Regions from separate parts of the Anser cygnoides genome. Here region 2 is linked to region 1. A link is a contact called in public Hi-C data. All regions are on one chromosome and are shown on one strand. Each heading gives the region's core, a stretch centred on a gene start, on an enhancer-like site or on the middle of the called end of the contact. The rest is flanking DNA. Distances are from core to core; before and after follow the strand shown. Region 1 holds the start of ERBIN (erbb2 interacting protein). Region 2 overlaps ERBIN (erbb2 interacting protein).

The links. Hi-C and Micro-C count contacts between places; a contact is called where the count stands out from the background.
Region 2: a Hi-C map of liver shows a contact between it and region 1, with 20 times the contacts expected there. The contact joins the enhancer-like site here to the promoter of ERBIN in region 1. A contact is called at or near these places in 2 of 7 Hi-C or Micro-C datasets (both in liver).

Annotation. Positions count from the first base shown.
Region 1 is chrZ:76,474,206-76,477,613 of Taihu_goose_T2T_genome, forward strand. ERBIN (erbb2 interacting protein) reads left to right here and starts at 1,812. Exons shown (of 28, transcript XM_066988609.1): 1 at 1,812-1,865; 2 at 2,190-2,269.
Region 2 is chrZ:76,539,805-76,543,212 of Taihu_goose_T2T_genome, forward strand. All of the region lies in intron 5 of ERBIN (erbb2 interacting protein), which reads left to right. Among named protein-coding and RNA genes, the nearest start is that of ERBIN, 65 kb to the left of the region's middle. Within about 2 kb of position 1,932, at least 1 of the 3 cell types and tissues checked has open chromatin away from gene starts, as enhancers often do. A contact at or near this core is called in liver, where this site is marked.

The sequences.
Region 1 (3,408 bases), core at 562-3,061:
GCTGTAATCTAAATACTGTCTTGATATTTATAGCACTTTTAAATCCCTGGGATAACTCATGGTATTCTCTGAATTTGCACAGATAGTTAGTTGTATCTTGTCCATGTAATATGTCTTCAGGAGCTGTGGTCTTGCTATCTATAGTTTCAGTAATCTTTGGCTAGGCTTTTATTTTTGATGGCTAAAACTGTAAGTGAAATGGCGTCTTACATTGAAACTAACGTTACAATTACAGTAGATCCATCATGGGAACAATAGTTGCTATAAATTTCCCACACCCATCTGTTACCCAGCTGCATTAATAAATGCATTAGGCAATTTGCAGTTAACTTTGCCAAAGAACAATTTCACACCAAAAACAGTTACAATAACCTCATGCGTAACACAGGTGCCTTGTAGAGTTCATGATGGAGGACATCTGTGGCAGAAAGGCACTTGTATTAATCACGATCGGGATGCATTATTGGTCGTTAGACAGGAATGATCATGAGTTCATGAGACAAAATACTAGCAACTTTCTTAAAAGCAGCGCTGTAGCGCCTTACAGTGAGAAACTCTAAATTTGTTGTCAGTGCTTTGAACTTTGGGGACGGAAGCTCTCATGCTTGGCCTGAGACCAAAGCTGAGTTATTTGAAAAAAATAGCTTACCCGAGCAACAACAAAAAAAAAATAATAAAAGGAAGTTTTGGAATATATATTTATTGGAGTGTATATATATACATATATATATGTATGTATGTATAAAGATGTATATTTACCAGCTCTGATGGCTATATTTAATTCAGTTTAATTATTTAGACCTAGGCACAGCTGCAGTCCCCGAGGAGGGCTGTATGTAAAGATGGAAGATTCACGGAACAGCAAAGAAGCAGCGAGTGTTGCTGCCCTCACGGAAAGGCACGCCTATTTGCTGTATCTGGGTACAACCCAGTGACTCCAACACACGGCTCCCGCACACAGGCAGTAACTTTGAAGGAAGTAACAGCAGTGTTAAATGCAGTGGGCACACACAGACCAGCCCAGCCCTGTTTCGGTGCTCGGGGCTGAGGCATTTTCGCCCAAAGCCCCGTCAGGAGCCGAGGGAGGCAGCCGCCGACCCCGAGGAAGGAGCGTTGGATTCGGGGGCTGGTGGGGTTCAGGGGGCTTTTCACTTCAGGCTGGCACCGAGCTGACACGCCACTCCCCGCTGCTGGCCGGCGGCTCGTGTAAAACGCCACTTTTTAGCATTTTACCCCATTTTTCGGCCAGCACCCACCTCCACAACGCCCCACCGGCCGCCCAGCGGGCAGCGAGGCGAGCGGCCCCCCCTGCCCCCACCTCAGCCCATTCCTCCACAGCGCGCTCCCGCCCCCCGCGGGGCGCCATTGGCTGCGGGGCCCGTCCCTCACAACCCTTCTGGCCGGGGATTGGCCGCGCCGTCGCCTGCCGCGCTCGGCCCCGCACCGGCTGGGGCCCGGCGGCGGTGGCGGCGGTGGCGCTGCGCATCCCCTCCCCCCGCACCCTCCCCTCCCGCCGCCGCCAGTGGGGGCGCTCCCGCAGCTCCCGCACGGCCCCGGCCTGGGTCTGGGCCTGGGCCTGGGCCTGGGCGGCGGTGGCCTCCCGCCCTCGTACGCCCCGCTCCCGTTGTCCGTGTGTCCCCATCCACCCATCCGTCCGTCCATCCACCCATCCATCCCGCCCCGGGGCGCCGCCGCCGCCGCCGTCGTCGCCGGGGCGGGCGGGGGGGAGGCGGAGAGCGCGGGGAGCAGGGGGAAGTGTGCGAGAGGAGGCGGGGAGAGGGCGGCGGCGGCGGGCAGGCAGGTGAGGAGGGACGGCGGCACGGAGCGAGAGGGCGTCCCGCGCCCCTCGTGCCCTTGGCGGCGGGGTGAGGGGCACCGGAGGGGGGGGGCACACAGGGGGACGGGGACCGGGGGACGCCCTCTGTGCGGGGCGGGGACCGCGGGGCACAGCCCGGAGCCGCCGCCGGGAGGAGCCCGGCTCGGCTCGGCTGAGATCGGCTCTCCTCGGCTCTGCCCGGCTCGGCTCGGCTCGGCTCGGCCGCCTCCCCCCGCGCTCACGCACACCGCCCCCGTCCTCGCCGAAAGCTGTTGCATCTTTTTTTTTATATTTTCCTCTCTCTCTCTCTTTTTTTTTTTCTATCTCCCCTCTCTCCTCCCTCCTCTCCTCCCCCTTCTCTCCCCTCCCGAAGGAGCGGGGCAGTCGGTCGGATTTAAGACGTTTCCCCGGGGGGTCGGGAGAAAGCGCTGCCCGCTGGACCCGGCAGAGGAGGTGAGTGACACGGGGAGGGCCGGGGGGGGGGGGGGCAGCGGCAGAGCCGCGATCCTTCCCCTGCTGCCGGAGGGGGGTGGGGAGAAAGGAAGGAGTTCACGCTTCGTTTTTATATCCTGTTTTTTGGCCTTTTATTTATTTATTTATTTATTTTCCCTGCGTTTTACCGCCTCGCGTCGTTCGGCAGCCCTTTGTGCCCCTCTCGGCGAGGGGCTGTCGGCGCGGAGGCGGCGGCTGTGTTCCTGGGGGCTCGGGGAGGGGACCTGGGGAGATGGAAAGTTTTTAAGCTCCTCGGGCACAGAAGTTTCTTTGTTCGGCCGGAGGAAGGTATTGAACTGAAACCGCTCGGCTCCGCGGCTGCTGCTCCAAGTCCTTCCCTGCGAAACCGAGCCCTGCCAGCTAATTAAGTTCTCGGGAAATGAGAAAGTCCCGAAGGAGGTAATCCCGTCTTATTTCACCGGCAGATCCCCAGGCTCGGCGCTCCCTGCTTTTCACCTTGTTTTCTGGGGGATCGGCTAGCCTCTGGCCCGTCCTCCTGAAAATAAATAGCTCTTAAATTTCGTCGTAACGATGTGCCCTCGGTAAAGCCTGCCTCAGTTTTTCCCCCTCGACGGCTGCCGCCAACTCTCTTCCTCCCCTCCGCCCCTTCTCTGTCCCCAAGATGACGGGTTTGACTGCATATTTTTCAGCTTGTATAGGGAAGGTCTGTGCTGCTGTGTTTTGATCTTTGCCCGGGTTTATCTTGAGGGACCCCCCCCCCCCCCATTTAAAAGAAGAAAAGCTTGCTAGCGATCTGACTTCTTAAAAGTACGTGCCGTTGAACTTCCGAGTTAACGTAGCCGTGTTTATTTTCTGCTGACCGCTTTCTCCTTTATAATCTTTTGAGAAGAGTCCCGTGTGAAGCTGCAGGAGGGGAAGCTAATTGCAAAGTTTTGGTGTAAGGTTTTTGTGCTGCTGGTGCTGGGTTCTGTTATACTGGCCGACTAGGTGCATTTAGCGAAAGCAGTATTGCTCACCACAAATTCATTTCACATGCCTCAAAGAGGCAATTATTGGTTAGTCCCTTCGTGATGGTGAACGCTTAAAATGAGCTAGAAGCCATGGCTCTCTGCTTGCTTATTTAAATTGTTGTTCCTGTT
Region 2 (3,408 bases), core at 682-3,181, 66 kb after region 1:
TTGCAAGGAATTTTAGGAGGTTTACTGCTACAGCAATTGTCAGTCTTCGTTATGAGAGGGCAAGAAAAGCAACTGAAAATCAACATGTAGCAGGTTTCAAAAGCTTTGAGTTGAAAACTAGATGAAAATATATTTGCAATAGTTGCTGCTTAGTCTTGAAATGATTGATTTAGGATAGGCTTTCACTAAATAAGCTGGAGGTTCCTAAGCTGCTTGGAGAATACTGGTGTACTGAGTACCACCTTGTGCACAGAGGCCAACATTGTGCACAGTTGCGACTCCAGCTCTGAGCAGGAAGGCGTTACAGCTGCTCTCGTGCCTGATCAGGCATCTCACGGAAACCTGAGCTCCTGGGTGATCTGAAACCCGCTGGGTCAGGGGGTTCTGTAAGAGTTTTGGAAAGATGAAAGCAACAATGGCTGAGTCAGCAGTGTGCGGCAAATTGATTCGTCTTAAAGACTGCTTACATTGTGAATAATGAAAAATCTGTTTTCAATATCAAAGGTATGAAGAAATCCTGAATTTAGGCATATTTTATAAATATATGAATACAGCCTGTGACTGAAACTATTTTAAGTTTTCCATTTAAACTCAGCATATACAAACATTTTTCTGTACTCTTTGGGGCAGTTGTGGCATGTATTCCTGAGCTCTGAAAATATTTTGATTTCCATGTTTGTTTCCATGTTCAGCTGGTAGGACAGCTGAAGCAGAGGACTGAGTGGAAGAGCAAACAAAAGTTGTTCTTTTTATGGTGGAGCTGCTTTCAGGCAGGTCCTAATTGCTGCTTGTCCAAAACTTGAGACCAGAATGAATAAATTATCTCAGGGAGCAATGTACATAGTTGAAGTTGCTTTCATAGTCATGCAAACTGAGGCTGTATGTTTGCCTCTGTGCCCTCTACACTTGTAAGAATGCAGAATGGGAAGGATGCACAGAGTGCTGTAGTTCCACTTGTGCAGCAAAAGGTCCTTTTGGTGTGGTGCTCTCTGGAGAGGAAAAAAAAATAATAAAAATATTTTCTCATGTTTCACACAAGCTGAGATATTCAGCTGTAAACTCTTTCCTTTGGGGGCATCACCTATATGGCTTGTACAGGTCTTATGTTTGTTAGTGATTCTCTGTGCTTTTAAGGAATTGAAACAATATATTTTTTCGGCAAGTCTATGCTTAAAATCCTCCTACATGAGAAGAGGTGGAACTTGATTTAGAGGCAGTGCCACTGTTGTCTCTAGCAGTAATAGTTTGAGTAGCAGAAGTTTGGGAATAGTGGTTTTAGTAGTTGCAAAGAAAAATATGACCGCATGTCTAGAGTATGAACAGCAGAGCAAACCCCCATCTGCAGCAGGGCTGAAACAACAGCATGCTAGGATGTCAGCTCTGGACCCCATTGCAGTGAAGGCTTCTGCCAGCAGTGGATTTGACTTGCACAATTCTCTGTAAAACTGGAAATGCCAATATTTCTGAGTGAAAAATCTTTTCCAGTGGAGGCAAAGGATGGTTCCAGTTTTCTCTTCTGCTCTGTAAGTAATGCTGGCCCTGGTGATAAGAAAGGATTGTGCTGTGTTGGGGAGGAGATCAGTGTAACTCCAGGTGGTGAGCGAGACCCCAATTATACTTACAATTGCCTTAATCCAGCCTAAACAAAGAGAGGGAGATTTGTGCACATTTGCTCTATTGAGCTGTGCCAAAATAATCATTGCTCTCTGGGGAGGTAGAGATCAGGCGAAATTCCTTATTTCAGCTGTGCCTTGTGATCCAGAACTGAGGTTGATTACCTACATACTTCTGCCTGTTGACCTTCAATCCTTGTGTGACCTTTCTGGTATCCTATTTGGGCATGTGCTGCAGCTGTTTTGGTGATCCTGATTAACCACCACTCTGTAGGTTGTGCTGGCTAGCTGGTGAATTTTTGCTACATAGAGTTCTGAATGATGAATACTTTCTGCTTTTGTCTCAGTCCAGACAATAATTTTAGATTCTCTTCCTTACTCAACTGCCAAATTTTCCTTTTCAATCTTCCAGCCCCCCCCTTAAAAAAAAAAAAAGTCATGTTTGTGGTAGAAATTGGCCAGTGAATTTAAAAATGCCGGAAATTTAGGAAAACGGGGTAGAAGAAATGGAAAAATAAATACTAACTTCTATTACATAAATATTACTTCTGTGAGAAACTGCATTGCAAAAAGAACTTTGCTCTCAGTTCAGTTTGTGGATCTAGTGGTTAGAATTAAAGATTACCAGCTAATGTCTTTTCTCTTGCTGTGCTCTGCAAATGGTCAAAGTCCACAAGTGTGATAGTTTGTTTTTTTTTTTTTTGTAAAACAGTAAGCATGATCTGTGAATCAACTACAGCACAAAAATGGGATGGGGGTGATGGTTGTTATCACATAAAATAGGAAATAGCAGGTTAAAGAACCTAACCACATGATGCTTCTGAAGGAAAGTGGGATAAGGCTGCAAGAGGCTAGATAACCCCCAAGTAATCTGCTTTATCTTCCTCTTCTGTAACCTTCAGAGTCAGTATATAGAGGAAGCCATAAAAAACCCTGAAGGAAAGTGAGATTTAGAACAGAATGTGGATCTTAATTTGCTGTGCTCGTTGATCAGATCCTCATGGAGGGTGGGAGTAGCTATCAAATTGATTATTATTAATCCAACAGTAACTGCATGTTTTAAGTGTGCAGTAGGGATGTAGCTGAGGAAAAATGAGTGTCTGAAGCTTGTTGTATAGGCAGTAAGTGTTACTTTCTGTCACTTGATATAGAGGAGCAGTCTCTGAATTTTTTCCTATCTTCTGGATCGGTACTGAAAACATTACATATATTTTCATACTTTATATATATATTCATACATTATTCACAGTATGAAATATATATAATGGCTGCTGCTATTCATCCATACTGAAGTGCTGAGTGAGTTTGGTAAAGACCATACCAATCCTGGCTCTAAAAATAAGCAAAATTAAATTTCACGGACTGGCTCATTGTTACCTTTCTCATGTCAGTTTAGTTTTTGTTGTTAATTTGTTGTTAAAACTGTTGTTGCCTCTTGCCTAAGGCATAGTCAATCGAGCCTACTGTAGAGTCCTCTCATGTACAAAAGCATACCGATATGACATGTCTGTATTTGGATAGCTAATATTTTATTTGGCTGTTCTTTTGACAGTAAATTTACAATGACTTTGTCCTCTCTAGAAGATGTGCTGTGGTTTGTTTTCTAGGCAATTATCAGAGATCTGAGACTTCTGTGCTTCCGTAAGTTCTTGACATAGGCAGTGGAAATATTAATATTAACGTGAATTTTAACCTGTTGGATGAGAGCGATCTTTCATCTAAGGACCAAGCCAAAGCCAGTAGTGTGCCCAACTTTCAGAATAACTGAGCTTAGAAAATCTCTGTGATTCAAACA